Regions from separate parts of the Mus musculus genome. Here regions 1 and 3 are each linked to region 2. A link is a contact called in public HiChIP or PLAC-seq and promoter capture Hi-C data. All regions are on one chromosome and are shown on one strand. The core of a region is the stretch at or near the end of the contact, and the rest is flanking DNA. Distances in the headings are between cores, read along the strand shown.

Region 1 (4,053 bases), core at 1,172-3,671, 140 kb after region 2:
GCAAAAGAGGTTGTTAGAGAAGCAAAGATGGGAGGCAAACTATGGCAGTAGAAAGAGAAGTGGCCGAGAGGCAGGGACAGCCAGACCCTGATGACCGAAGGCTGCCAAGGACCCTAAGCAAAGGGGTTTCCCTGCCCACCATGCAGGGCTGGCAGACTGGTGAGACTGTGCCCACTCCCCTCCCAGGCAGCCTGGCATGTGCAAGATGAAACTCGCACAGATTGGAGCCCGTATTCCCTTCTGGAGTGCCACAGAGCCAAACTGAGGCCATCACCCCAAATCTGGGGGCCATCCCAGTTCCTCCGGGTAGCCTTGGCACCCGGGCATTAGCTGGTTTTTTTCTCTCCAGTGGTGGGTGCTTCACCTGACCCATGGGTGAGGAGGGGGTAAGCCCAGATGTCTGGCAAGGTTGGAGTGGAGGCAGGCTAGCAGCCTGGTAGACAAGGTAGCTGCTGGGACATGGGGTCTTTGTCCCACTAGCACTCAGACACCAGCAGATCATCAATCTCCCTGAAGGGAGCCACAGCTCAGATCTAGATAGCTGACCAGGTCCTCCTGTGGGGAACCCAACACAGAGTAGTTGACAACTTGAAGGAACAGACCCACACTGCTATGGTGGTCAGATTGGCTCTTAACGCTTGCAGGACAGGCGAGCATGGGCTCCTCCGCTGACACACACTTGCACGTGATTTGTACTGGAAGACACACCATCTCCCCTGGTCATCTGTGTTTGTGCCACGCAGTCTGGCCACTGCCAGCCTACAGAAGTCACACACAGACTCTAGACACACAGACAAGTAGCCCCTGGGACTACAAGAACGTGGTGTCGCTGGAACTGCAACCCGCCTGCATATACCTTCTTGCCCTTCAAAACATCCTGGCATGCTCCTTGAATACCTGGCCATATATACACACCATGAGTATATGTTCCCACTCTAAGGTGGTGGCACTTTTAGCACTTGTCGGAAAGGGCTCTGGTTTAGCAAAGGATTGCCATTAGGGACTTGGGGTTGGCCTAGAGAGCTCCCACAGACAGGCCTGGCCAGCAGGCAAGGCTAGACAACCTCCACAAATTCCCTCTGCCTGCCGAAATCTGTCATCTGCCCTGGCCTGGTCCTGCAGATAGAGCTGTGAGGGCCCCTCTAGATCTGGGTTGGTCTGGCTGGTGCCCTCTCAGAGCTTGGAGTCACGGCTAAAAAGAGTGGGGTGGCAGATCAGGCACGCTCCAGGCCTGAGCCTCCGCTACACCATAGCGCAGGGAACTTCGCTGGAGGCGGGACGCGTTCTCGCGCTCGCGCTCCCGAAGCACGCCAAGGTCGGCGCTGCTGTGCCCGAGGCTGACCCGACGGCTGATCCCAACAGGGTCGACCTGCGGTGGCCGCCGCCGCTCCCGCCCTTCCCGCCTGCGGGTAGCGGACCGGGATTCCCCGGGGCACTTCCAGGTTCACGCAGCGGCGGTCCTGGTCTTCGAGACCGGAAAGTTTGCACGGAGGAAAGTTTGGGGCCGGGGAGCCGCGTCTGCAAACGTCCAGGATCCGCAGAGAGGCGCGGCCCGGGCTGGCAGCACGCCCGTCCCTCCCTCCCCTCCCCTGCCCCTCCGAAATTTGGGAGCCCCGCCATTTTCTCAGCCCCGCTCCCATGCGAGGCCTGAACAAAGACTTTGGGGAGACGCCCGGGCCGCTCGGGCCGCCCGGGGCACCCCAGCCGCACGCAGAGCCGCTGCCCACACGCCCGCCACTGCCACCCCGGGGCGGCCGCGCCGCGCCGCGCGCACGGAACGCCGCCCGCCCGTGCTCCCCCGCGCCCCGGGGCCACTCTGCCTCCTGCCGCCGTGTCACCCTGCCCGCCCGCGCCTGCCACCACGCCGCGTCGCCGCGCAGCAGCAGGGGTCCGCTGTCCGCCGCACCCCGCCGCGCGCGTTCGCCCCTCGCCCCCTCTCCACGCACTCCTGCCGCGCGCCCCGGGGCAGCGCCCCCGCGCCCCGCCCGCTGCCCGCGCGCCTGCGGGACCCCGGCCCGGCCCTCCCGGGGCGCGGGGGCGGCGGCCGGTACCTGGGTGAGGCAGTACGGGGAGTACATCGCTGGGCGCCCGGGCGCGAGCGCGGAGGCCGGCCGCGGCGAGGGCAGGCCCGGCAGGCGGCGTCGCGCTGGCTGGCGCTCGGGCTCCGGCTCCGCTGCTCCGGCCTCTGCCGCGCGGCGCCCGCCCGGCCCGCGGCCCCGCTCGGCCCGCCGCCGCTCCGCGCTCACAGGCTCGGCCCCGCGGGCTCCGGGCCGCCGCCGCGCTCGCCGCTGCCTCTCGCGTCCGCCGCCGCCGCCGCCGCCGCCGCGCGTCTACTCCATGCCGCCGCCGCTCGGCCGCTCGCCCTCGCCCGCCACCGCCGCCGCCGCCGCCGCCGCCGCGCTGTGAAAGTGAAAGTTTAGACAAAGTTTGGAAGCGGCGCACTCCGGGGAGAGGGAGCGGGCGGGCGGCGCGGGCGGGAGGAGGGGCGCGGGGAGGGGCGGGCGGGGCGGGTGAGCGCGGCCGGCGCGCACACACATGCACACACGCACACACGCACACACACATACACGCGGGGACGCACACCGACGCGGCCGCCCCGACACGTGCTGGCCGGCGTTCGGGCGCCGACACACGCTGACACGCAGCAGGGCTTGGACGGGCACAAATGTCACGAAGGAACGCAGGGCCTATTCCTCATGGAGTCGCAGCAGACGGCGGTGCACACCGGGCACAGACACGAGCAAGAGCCACACACCACCTACTGTCACATGTCGTCCCAATGCAGACAGATGCGGAGAGCCACACTAACATACATGCACGTGCCACACATGTTCCTGCAGAATATTGACACACACGATCACACAACCATATATACCTTGTCACACTCTGGATACACAATGACACACCAACACACAGCCACGCCAAAATATCTTGGAAGACAGCTATGGCAACCCAGACATGGTGACACTGACACATGGGAGCCCCCATACAAAGGACACAAAGTATCACTGTACATACACACACACACACACACACACACACACACACGTTATACATTGAGTTGGCCAGATATACCCCAGACCTAGGGCACACTGATCTACAATCCTGATAGCAAAACAGCTGGCAGGTTCTGTAAAAACTCTCTCAAGTATAACACGCATGCATGCGCGCGCACACACACACACACACCACCCTTACCCTTCATATGTCTCCCATAGCTTTGCACATGTCCTGGGACTTAGGAACATTATTTGTATTGTGGTGATGCTCCAGCCCATTGCAGGCCCAGGATTCCCCATTTCCACTGCAGATGGGAATGAGGTGGGGTGGGTTGGCATATGGCATCTGTCTGCAATCCCTGCACTCAGAAGCTCCAAGAGAAAAATTATAACTGAGCTGTAGACCAGCCTGAGCTACATAGTTTGAGGCTGGCTTGACCTGTGTACTGAGACCCTGTTTCAAAACACACACACACACACACACACACACACACACTCTCTCTCTCTCTCTCTCTCTCACTCTCTCTCTCTCTCTCTCTCTCTCTCTCTCTCTCTCTCTCTCTCTCTCTCTCTCTCTCTCGCAACAGAGAGAGAAAGGAAAAGTCTTCACAGAGAGGGAGGGAAGAAAGAAGCTGGGAAGGGGGTACTGGAAACTCTGAAGTAGGACATAGAGAACTGTTGGGTGACTCTAGGTTGATGGGAAGACTGTGCCCCAGTCCCCAGGCAGATCCCACCAAGGTAGAGCTCCCTCCTATTGCTAGGTGCAGCCAGCACCTTGTCAGTCCCCACCCCCACCCCCCAGCCAAGAAGCTGTGGCAATTCTCAGCAATGCATTGTCTGGCAGGGTGGTATAGGAGCCCAGGTGTGCGTGAGTGAGTATGTAGGGGCTAGGAGGTACAAGGATGTGTATGCATAAATGTCCCTGAATGCTATGCCCCTCGTCCCAAACCTCTGAGATGGGGGGCAGGCGATGCGCCTGGGGTGTCTGGTGTGGGTATGAGCAAGGCCAGTTTTGTGTGTGTGTGTGTGTGTGTGTGTGTGTGTGTGTGTGTGT
Region 2 (3,711 bases), core at 501-3,000:
TCCCCAATTGTAAACTAAGCTTTCCACACACTATTCCCCCAGAGTTTGTTAATTTCTAAGGCACTCCCAAATTACAGGGCTAGCTTAAGCAGGTAAACTTGTGGCAAAGAAATGGGGCCCGGCCTCCCTCTGGCTCCGCACCCAGTCAAACCAGTTCCGGAGGCTTAGGGAGCGGCTGACCCCTTAACCCCACCCCTCCCCCACCAGGGAAGCAAGCCAGACAAGCCGCGCGTTTTACACCGATGGTCTTTATTTTCCTAGCTGACATTGTAAAACTCCAGGTAGTTGCTAATTAAACAACCCACCGTGGGAAAAGTAAACAGACTTTCTTAAACACGCTGGTAAAAAAAAAATTTTCTTTCCTGCCCGAAGAAGCTGTGTCTACGGCAGCAACTACGACCAGCGGCCCACCCGTCCCGCGGTGGTCCACGCCAGGCGATCATCTAGGTTGACCAGTCCCGGGGTCTCCAGCCACTTCAACTCTGATCGCAGATTTGATTGGTTCAGTTCAGGCTCACCCACAGCAGCCTGTGGGGGCGAGGTGACTCAAGTCACTTCCCAGTCCCTAGGGCGGGTCCACACCCTGGCCTCCTCCCAGGCCCCACACCCACGCAAGGCAACAGGAAGCACCCGCGTCTGTCCCATGACGCAACTCTGACCGCTTGCACAAGCGTGCCCACTTGTAGGGGCCGAAACGCGAATGGTAGTGAAACGGCCTTGAAAGGGCAGCCTGGCCCCTAGAGAGTTCGACCCTGAGATTCAAGATCTAGGTGTCCCTTCTCCAAGCCAAGGAAGGGACAGTCCTTTAATAGCACCTATGGACGCACGTCTGGGAGAAGGCGCCCGCGCCCCTCGCTCCTCAGTCCTTCCCCTGGCCTCTCGGCAGCTCGGGCCGCGGCTCTTCTTCACGGCCCCCGCCGGCCTTCGCCTCGGGTGTGCGTTCTCCGCTCCGGTGGCGCCGCTCGAAAGAAGCCACCAGAGCTCTCAGAAGGCCACCACAGCTCGCACCAGCACGTTGAGCATATTGTCGGCCGGGCGGCAGGCTGGCTTGGCCTCGCACGTGGGGGGCGTCGGCGGGGGCACGGCGGGTCCACAGTTCAGGAGACTGGAGAAGCGCCTTTGGAGGACGCGGGCGAGGTTAGGGAAGGCACCTTCGCTTTGTGCCGGAGGAAGCTGCAGGCGATCGGGAACCTCCGACGTCGCCTCCCCCTCCACCTCTTCTAGACGGGCCTTCTTGCTTGGTACCAGTCCGGCATCACTACCGTCGCTCAAATCGCTGCTGCTCCGGCGCTTGCGGCTGACTCTAGCGGGGGGCGGGTCACAGAGCGCAGGGGTCTCCTGGACTCGCAGCACTTCCTCTTGCGTATCCATGGGCTCCGGAGGCTGCACGGCTTCGGGGGACGCTACTTCCACTGCAACTTCGGCTTCCCGCGGCGGGTGCAGGCGAGGGTCAAGAGCCCTGCGGGATGGCGGGAACTCGGGCTGGTGGGCTTCTACCTTGGCTGAGAGGTAGACCTCTCGAGCGCTGCGCATAACGAGGGACAGCTGCAGACTCCGGTGGAGTCGCAAGCCACCTCGCTGCATGCGAGAGTGGTACATCTTCCATACCGACAGAGTCATGATGCGCTGCGCTTCTTTCTGTACTTCCATGCTTGTTCGACGAGAGTAGTTAAGTCGAGAATGGGTTAAGACGGGCGGTGCAGCCCAGACGACAAGCTTACAGCAGCAGGTACTCTGCTAGACGTTCGGGCGAGGGCAGCAAGCCGGAGCCTTTTAATATACTGAGAGTGACGTCACTGCAACACCACGCCCAACCAGAGGGCCTCATCCGGGCTTTCCACAGTGGCTAGCGAGTCCTTAAAGCAATAGGGATAAATTTACGCCTCGAAGGAAAAAGGACTTAACTACTGCAAGGAAGAACTTCCCCACTGCACCTTAAGACACTAGGTTCTGGGTTCTCAGAGTCACCAACGGGCCAGAGGATGAGGCCCACCAACGAGACGGATAGTGGGCGGTAATCTGACTGCAGTGGGGAAAACCCGGGACCGGGGTACATTCCCCGAGGGCACCGTTCATCTTGCCTACCAGCCTGCTAATTAATATTTTTTGAACAGTAAAAACGCTGCTACTTATTAAGCAGTTACTACACGCCAGTTACTACAGTGTTGAACTTTCTCTTTTTATTCAATGTCTCTGATCTCTCACCTCCACTCCATAGAAGATACAGTTTTCCAGGTGAGAAATAGGCAGCCACCTGACCAATATTTACTAAACGAATGATTATATGATTATACTATGGCGAAAGGATCAACTAAAGCCTGCAGCCCTTCTATCTCCACCTTTCTGGACATGGGTGGAAAGTGGGCACGGACACTGTACCCCGTAACCACAGATATCCACCACCTCACGACTGCTCTTTACTTTCAGCGTTAAAGATCTCCCAGTTTTCCGCAACCCAGTGGCATGGAAGTCCCAATGTCCATAGGGCCTGCGATCTTCCCTTGTCAATAGAGCAGTTTTCTGCCTTCATGCCCTCGTGAACGGAATTACTCCAAGAAAGACAGATATCTGGGTCGAGATGGCACAGTGGGTGGAGCCACTTGTTGCCAAGCCTAACGAACTCAGTTCGATTCCCGGTCCCACCGGTCCCACGCCGTACAAGAGAACAGACTTCTATACGATGTCTCACACACACACACACACACACACACACACACACACACACACACACACACACACACACACACACACACAGTAACAAAGAAAAGAAAAAAAGAAGTCGGTTCCACTTTGCATCACTTCCCAAGAAAAACTTGCTTCTAGTTGCAGAAGGGAGAAAAATTCAAATAACCCCTTTCATTTGCTGTGCAGGCCCTTTAAGAAACACCCCCTGCCAGCGGGCAGACTTCCCGCCACTGCAGCCGGCCGACTTCCCTGGCTAAATTTGGATGTAATGACGTAGGTTGGCGCCGCGAACCACTTCCGGATGCCCATATAAGAACAAGGGCAGCCGGTCTTAGCCCGAGGAGAGGGCTTCCGGGGCGGGGCCCCTTCCATCGGCGAGCACGCCCCTCCAATCCAGCCCTCAGGAGCCTAACTAAGTGTTGTCTCGGGTCGTTCGAGTCTGTTTGGTGCTACAGTTCTTTGGACAGTCTGCACGGCGTCCCGGAGAGAACTCGATGTTTCCTTCTCTCATGCTCTCACACGCTGCGGCACCGTCATGCGGGATGAGTCCGGGTGGAGTGAGATTCGCACCCTGTGGAGTTACGGAAAAACATCTTCGAAACCCTCCTGCACTCACATATGTAGAGGACAAAGTACTCAGTTCTTGGGCTGTTCTTTCTTCCCGTCTTCCTGGGGAAACTACCCGTGTACTCAGTGTTGGCGGCACGTCCCTTTACCTGCTGAGCCACCTTGCTGGCCTTTTATTAATTTTTTTTTTTTGAAACAAGATATCACCTTTATAGTTTCAGCTGTCCTGCACTGCTTCTGAGTGTTTTTTCTTTCTTTCTCCTTCTTTTCTCCTTTTTTTCTTTTTGTATTTTACCTGCTTGCATGCCTGTGCCAGAGGAGGGCATCGGATCTCCGGACATTGGGTCAGTTATGTGGGCGCTGGGAATCGAACCTGTGTTCTCTGAGAACAGCAATCATATTTTGTTTGTTTTGAGACAGGGTCTCACTATGTAGCTCTAGCTGTCCTAGGACTCATTT
Region 3 (4,215 bases), core at 1,471-3,970, 210 kb after region 2:
GGTCTGTGATCCTAAGAGGTCGTGGTCATCCCAAGCCAGGTCCATACTCCATTGAGCATTTATTTGTGTGTGTGTGTGTGTGTGTGTGTGTGTGTGTGTGTGTGTGTGTGTGTTCAGGTACATATGGGAAACAATTTTCAGTACCATCCTTAGGAACACTGTCCATGTCTTTTGAGACAGGGACTGTCATTGGCCTGGGGCCTGGGTGCCTGACAAGCTCCAGGGACCTGGCCTCCACCTCTAAGAGTATAGATGCACATCCCTCATCTTTACTGTGTATTCTTTTATTGAACTCCTGCAGCAAGCACTTTGCTGACAGAGTCACCCTGCAGCCCCTAGCACTTACTGATCACTAACTGGTGCCAAGCCTGCTATTTTAAGGCTTGGAACAGAAATAGCGTAAAAATCCAGGAATCCTAAGATTACTGGGAGCAAGGATGAGCAGCTACTCTTAATTTTTCCCCGAAAAATCCAATCTCCCAGCAGCTGTGGCAGGGGCAGTCATGAGCTTGCTGCCACCCTGGGCCAGATACTTAGACTATTTAAAAAAAAAATCATATGAGCTCTGAGGAATACGTTCATAAAGCTTTGTGGGTCTACATTTGAACTTGCTTTTCTGGGGGCTGACTTCAGATGAGCTTTGGCTCTTGGGTGTTTAGGTGGTGTTTTGGATTGTTTTGTTTTGCTTTTTAATTTATTTTTATGTGTATAGTTATTTTGTCTGTATGTCTTTTTTCTTTTTTTAAAGATTTTATATATGTGAGTACACTGTAGCTGCCTTCAGACACAGACATACCAGAAGAGGACATTGGATTATATAGGTTTATGTCACCCACATTTTTTCCAGACAGGGTTGCTCTCTGTAGCCCTAGCTGTCCTGAAACTCACTCTGTAGACCAGGCTGGCCTCAGATGGGCCTGGTTTTGCCTCCTGACCACTGGGATTAAAGCTGTGCACCACCATCACCCAGCAACACTTAGTTTGTTGCCTCCTATCAATAAATTTATGATCTGCCAGTTATTTTTGCAACATTTATAACAGTTTTAGTTTTTAATCACTACAGTAATAAAAGGAAATGTATTTTAGGAGTGCCAGTTTTTCAGCTGGGTTTGGTGGTATACCCCTCCCCCTTGAATCAGCACTTGATGGGGCAAAGGCAGGCTGATCTCTGAGTTTGAGGCTAGCCTGGTCTATAGAGCTTCCAGGACAGCCAGGGCTATACAGAGACAGAAAGCAAGCAGAGGGAGCCCTGAGTAGGTAGAGTCCAGCCTGAATGTATATCTTAATCTGGGCACAGGAGTCCAAGACCAATTGACCCCTGGAAAACCTGTCTAATCAATTACCTATATGAACCAGGCTCAGGAGGAACGGCAACTCTTTCCCTAGAGTTCCAGAATGATGGCTTCCAGATAATCAACCAGTGTACAAAGGCTAGCAGATCTGGCTTCCTCTCCTGGTGTTTGCAGGCTAGGATTGCTCACCCCCAGATTCTTCCTACCAAGACTAGCTGTGCTGTATTTAATAAATAGCTGAGGGTCCAGGTTGCAGCCATAGCATTAGAGAAGCCACCGGATCCCAGTTTCACTGTGTGTCTGTCCTTTCTTCATTCCCTCACATAGCATTTCAGGCCCCAAGCTGCTAGGGATGTAGCAGCAAAAACAGAAAGGGTTGAAAAGATGGCTCAGAGGTTAAGTACTGGTTTGTCCTGCAGAGGACCAAGTCTAATTTTAAGCACCCATATGGTGGCTCACAATTGTAATTCCAGCCTCAGGGGACCTGAACCTCTTTTCTGGCCACTATGGGCACTATGCACACACGTAGTATAGAAATAAATATATGCAGTCAAAACACCCACACCCGTAAAAATGTGTATTAAAAAACCACTTAAACACAAGAGATCCCTCTAGATGGCTCAGTGGGTACAGGTGCTTGCCTAGTCTGATGACCTGAGTTGCATCTCCATGACCCACACGGTGGAAGGAGATTGTGGACTCGTTCAGGCTGTCCTCTGACTTCCACACTCCCGGAGTGGATGGCACATAGGCATGCACAAAATAGGTCAAACGTAAAACAAAAATAAAATTCAGCTCATCGATGAAGAGCATCAGGGAACAGGAATTAGGTTTTCAAAATCCATGCCAGGAGGCTTATAACTAGGGGATCTGATGCCCTCTTCTGGCCTTAGTTGGAAGGTGCCCAAAAGTAGTTTAAATCATATATAACATGTAAATAAAATAAAATGAAGGTTGTTCCTAGGTGGTGCCTGCCTTCAATTCCAAGGCAGAGAGGCAAGCTGATCTCAGAGTTCTAGGTCAGCCTGGTTTACAGAGTCCTAGGCTGGGACATAGTGGAACCCTGTTCCAAAAGAATTTGATCTGGGCACTAGTGGCGCATACTTTTGATCCCAGCACTCTAGCCGCAGAGGCAGGAGAGTGTGAGTTTGAGGCCAGTCTGATGTACAGAGCTAGTTCTAGGACAGTCAGGGAAACACTGAGAAACCCTGTCTTAAAAAGACACTGCCGCCACACAAACTGTAGATCGAAGGGGCGGAACTCTGACGCAGTGTGAATTCCTCAAACTCTTGAGGGCCACAGGTGACCCCGAGTCCCGCACCTACGCATTATGAGCTCAGACGCCCACCGGTCCATACAACACAAATCCGTCTGTTACCACATAGCACCAGCATAGCCCAAAAGGCAGAGCCAGTTCGGAGGGCCTTCGAGTTCGCCGCCCCCGGGGGGGGGGGGGCGGGGGCGGGGCCAGGGCGCGTTTCATTCAGCACGTGCTCGGGGCGGGGCGTGCAGGGGGCGTGGCGTGCGCAGAGGGCGCTGAGGCGGGAAAAGACGGAATGGAGCGCCACGGAGTGAGTGCGGTGCGGTTTCCCGTGTGCGGGCGGCGGGAGGCGGGCGACGGGGCTTAGGGCCGCGGGGAACAGAGACTTCCTCCACACATTCGAACCCGGGCCCTGTTCCCCGCGGTTGGAGCCGCCTCTTGCCGGGAGAGGCGAGGTTTCCTGACTAACGAGACGGTGGGGCCTGGTGGACGAGGCTGTGAGGGGGTGCGGTGCGCTTCAGGAGCTGGTCGAAGACAGCACACGGTGTAGACCAGGCCGGGCCTCGAACCCTCAGCGGTTGCCTGCCTCCGCCTCCCGAGGCTGAGGAGGGGTTCGAGGCGTGTGCCACACTCGGCCTCCTTTTAACTACTCTCCGCGGGAAGGTGTTAGCGCGCCCCCCATTGCGGCCCCGAGGGTCCTGACCCCGGGGCCTCCCTGCTAGCGCGTCCCTTTTGAGCTTCCCCACCCCGCCTCTCAGAGCTGGCTGCGCTCGCAGGTGGCCGCGCCTCCCGTGGAGTTAAAGGACCAGGAGCCGCCGGCGATTGTGGAGAGCGGAGAGCATCGGCAGAGTGAGAACCACGAGGAGACGCCCGGCTCAGTGGCCCCGAGGTGAGGAGTGACAGGCCCAGCTGCCCTTCCGGGGCCCCGCCTTGGTCACGTAGGTCATTCCACGTGGTCTGCCCTGGGCCTTGGTCCACGGGTGATTTAACACCTTCCAGGTTGGTGTTTTATGAAGCCGCAGAGGACAAGTGGAGCACCGTGGCGGGCCCGGCCTAGGTGTCCTCGTGAGGACAGCCATGAGACAGACCTCATATAGAGGAAGTTTACTGGCGAGAAGGGAGAGGTGGAGGAAAATAGAGAGCGAGAGCGAAAGAGGGAGGAAATGGAAAGATGGAGAGAGAGGGAAGATGGAGAGAGAGGAGGGGAGGGGAGACAGACACCAGAGCCAAATAGTCCTTACCTGTGAGCCAGGGTCTTACCTGGCTGTTGCTAGGTAACTCTTGGGCGGAGCCTACAGGAAATGCTAACAACAGGTGCCCACATTGGTTCTGGGTACTGGCAGTCTCCTTTTGATATCCACAAGGTTTAATTTCAGGATGCATAGAATCCTCATGTTTAGACTCATTTTCTCTTGGTTTTTGTTTTTCTTTCTTTTTCTTTTTTCTTTTTTTTTTTTTTTGGAGACAGGGTTTCTCTGTGTAACTCTGGCTGTCCTGGAACACACTATGTAGACCAGGCTGGCCACGAACTCAGAAACCCACCTGCTTCTACCTCCCAAGTGCTGGGATTAAAGGCATGTGCCACTGCTGCCCGGCTAGTTTCTCAATTCTTTTGTGGATTTATATGTGTGTGTGTTTTATTTAAGACATCAACAGAAAAGG

The links. Promoter capture Hi-C pulls out the DNA fragments that hold promoters and counts their contacts. HiChIP or PLAC-seq counts read pairs in DNA pulled down with a chosen protein or histone mark.
Region 1: a contact with region 2 is called in an H3K4me3 HiChIP or PLAC-seq map of embryonic limb bud, with 5 times the contacts expected there. The contact joins the promoter of Nfix here to the promoter of Ier2 in region 2. A contact is called at or near these places in 12 of 39 promoter capture datasets (the HPC-7 cell line, the SN4741 cell line, cranial neural crest and 9 more), 3 of 484 Hi-C or Micro-C datasets (embryonic stem cells and reprogramming fibroblasts), 26 of 115 datasets of contacts at active chromatin or transcription factors (acute myeloid leukemia, bone marrow-derived macrophages, craniofacial prominence and 18 more) and 3 of 9 other capture datasets (adipose tissue, liver and pancreatic islet).
Region 3: a promoter capture Hi-C map of neural stem cells shows a contact between it and region 2. The contact joins the promoter of Syce2 here to the promoter of Ier2 in region 2. A contact is called at or near these places in 3 of 39 promoter capture datasets (cranial neural crest, embryonic stem cells and neural stem cells), 3 of 484 Hi-C or Micro-C datasets (B cells, CD4 T cells and embryonic stem cells), 16 of 115 datasets of contacts at active chromatin or transcription factors (the 230-238 cell line, the SCID.adh cell line, bone marrow-derived macrophages and 11 more) and 4 of 9 other capture datasets (adipose tissue, liver, macrophages and 1 more).

What each region holds. Positions count from the first base shown.
Region 1 is chr8:84,797,947-84,801,999 of GRCm38.p6, forward strand. Nfix (nuclear factor I/X) reads right to left here and starts at 2,422. Exons shown (of 11, transcript NM_001371053.1): 1 at 2,052-2,422. The coding sequence starts at 2,078.
Region 2 is chr8:84,661,102-84,664,812 of GRCm38.p6, forward strand. It overlaps Ier2 (immediate early response 2), which reads right to left and starts at 1,751. Exons shown (of 1, transcript NM_010499.4): 1 at 230-1,751. The coding sequence starts at 1,650. The coding sequence ends at 985.
Region 3 is chr8:84,869,391-84,873,605 of GRCm38.p6, forward strand. It overlaps Syce2 (synaptonemal complex central element protein 2), which reads left to right and starts at 2,721. Exons shown (of 5, transcript NM_027954.3): 1 at 2,721-2,863; 2 at 3,330-3,442. The coding sequence starts at 2,849.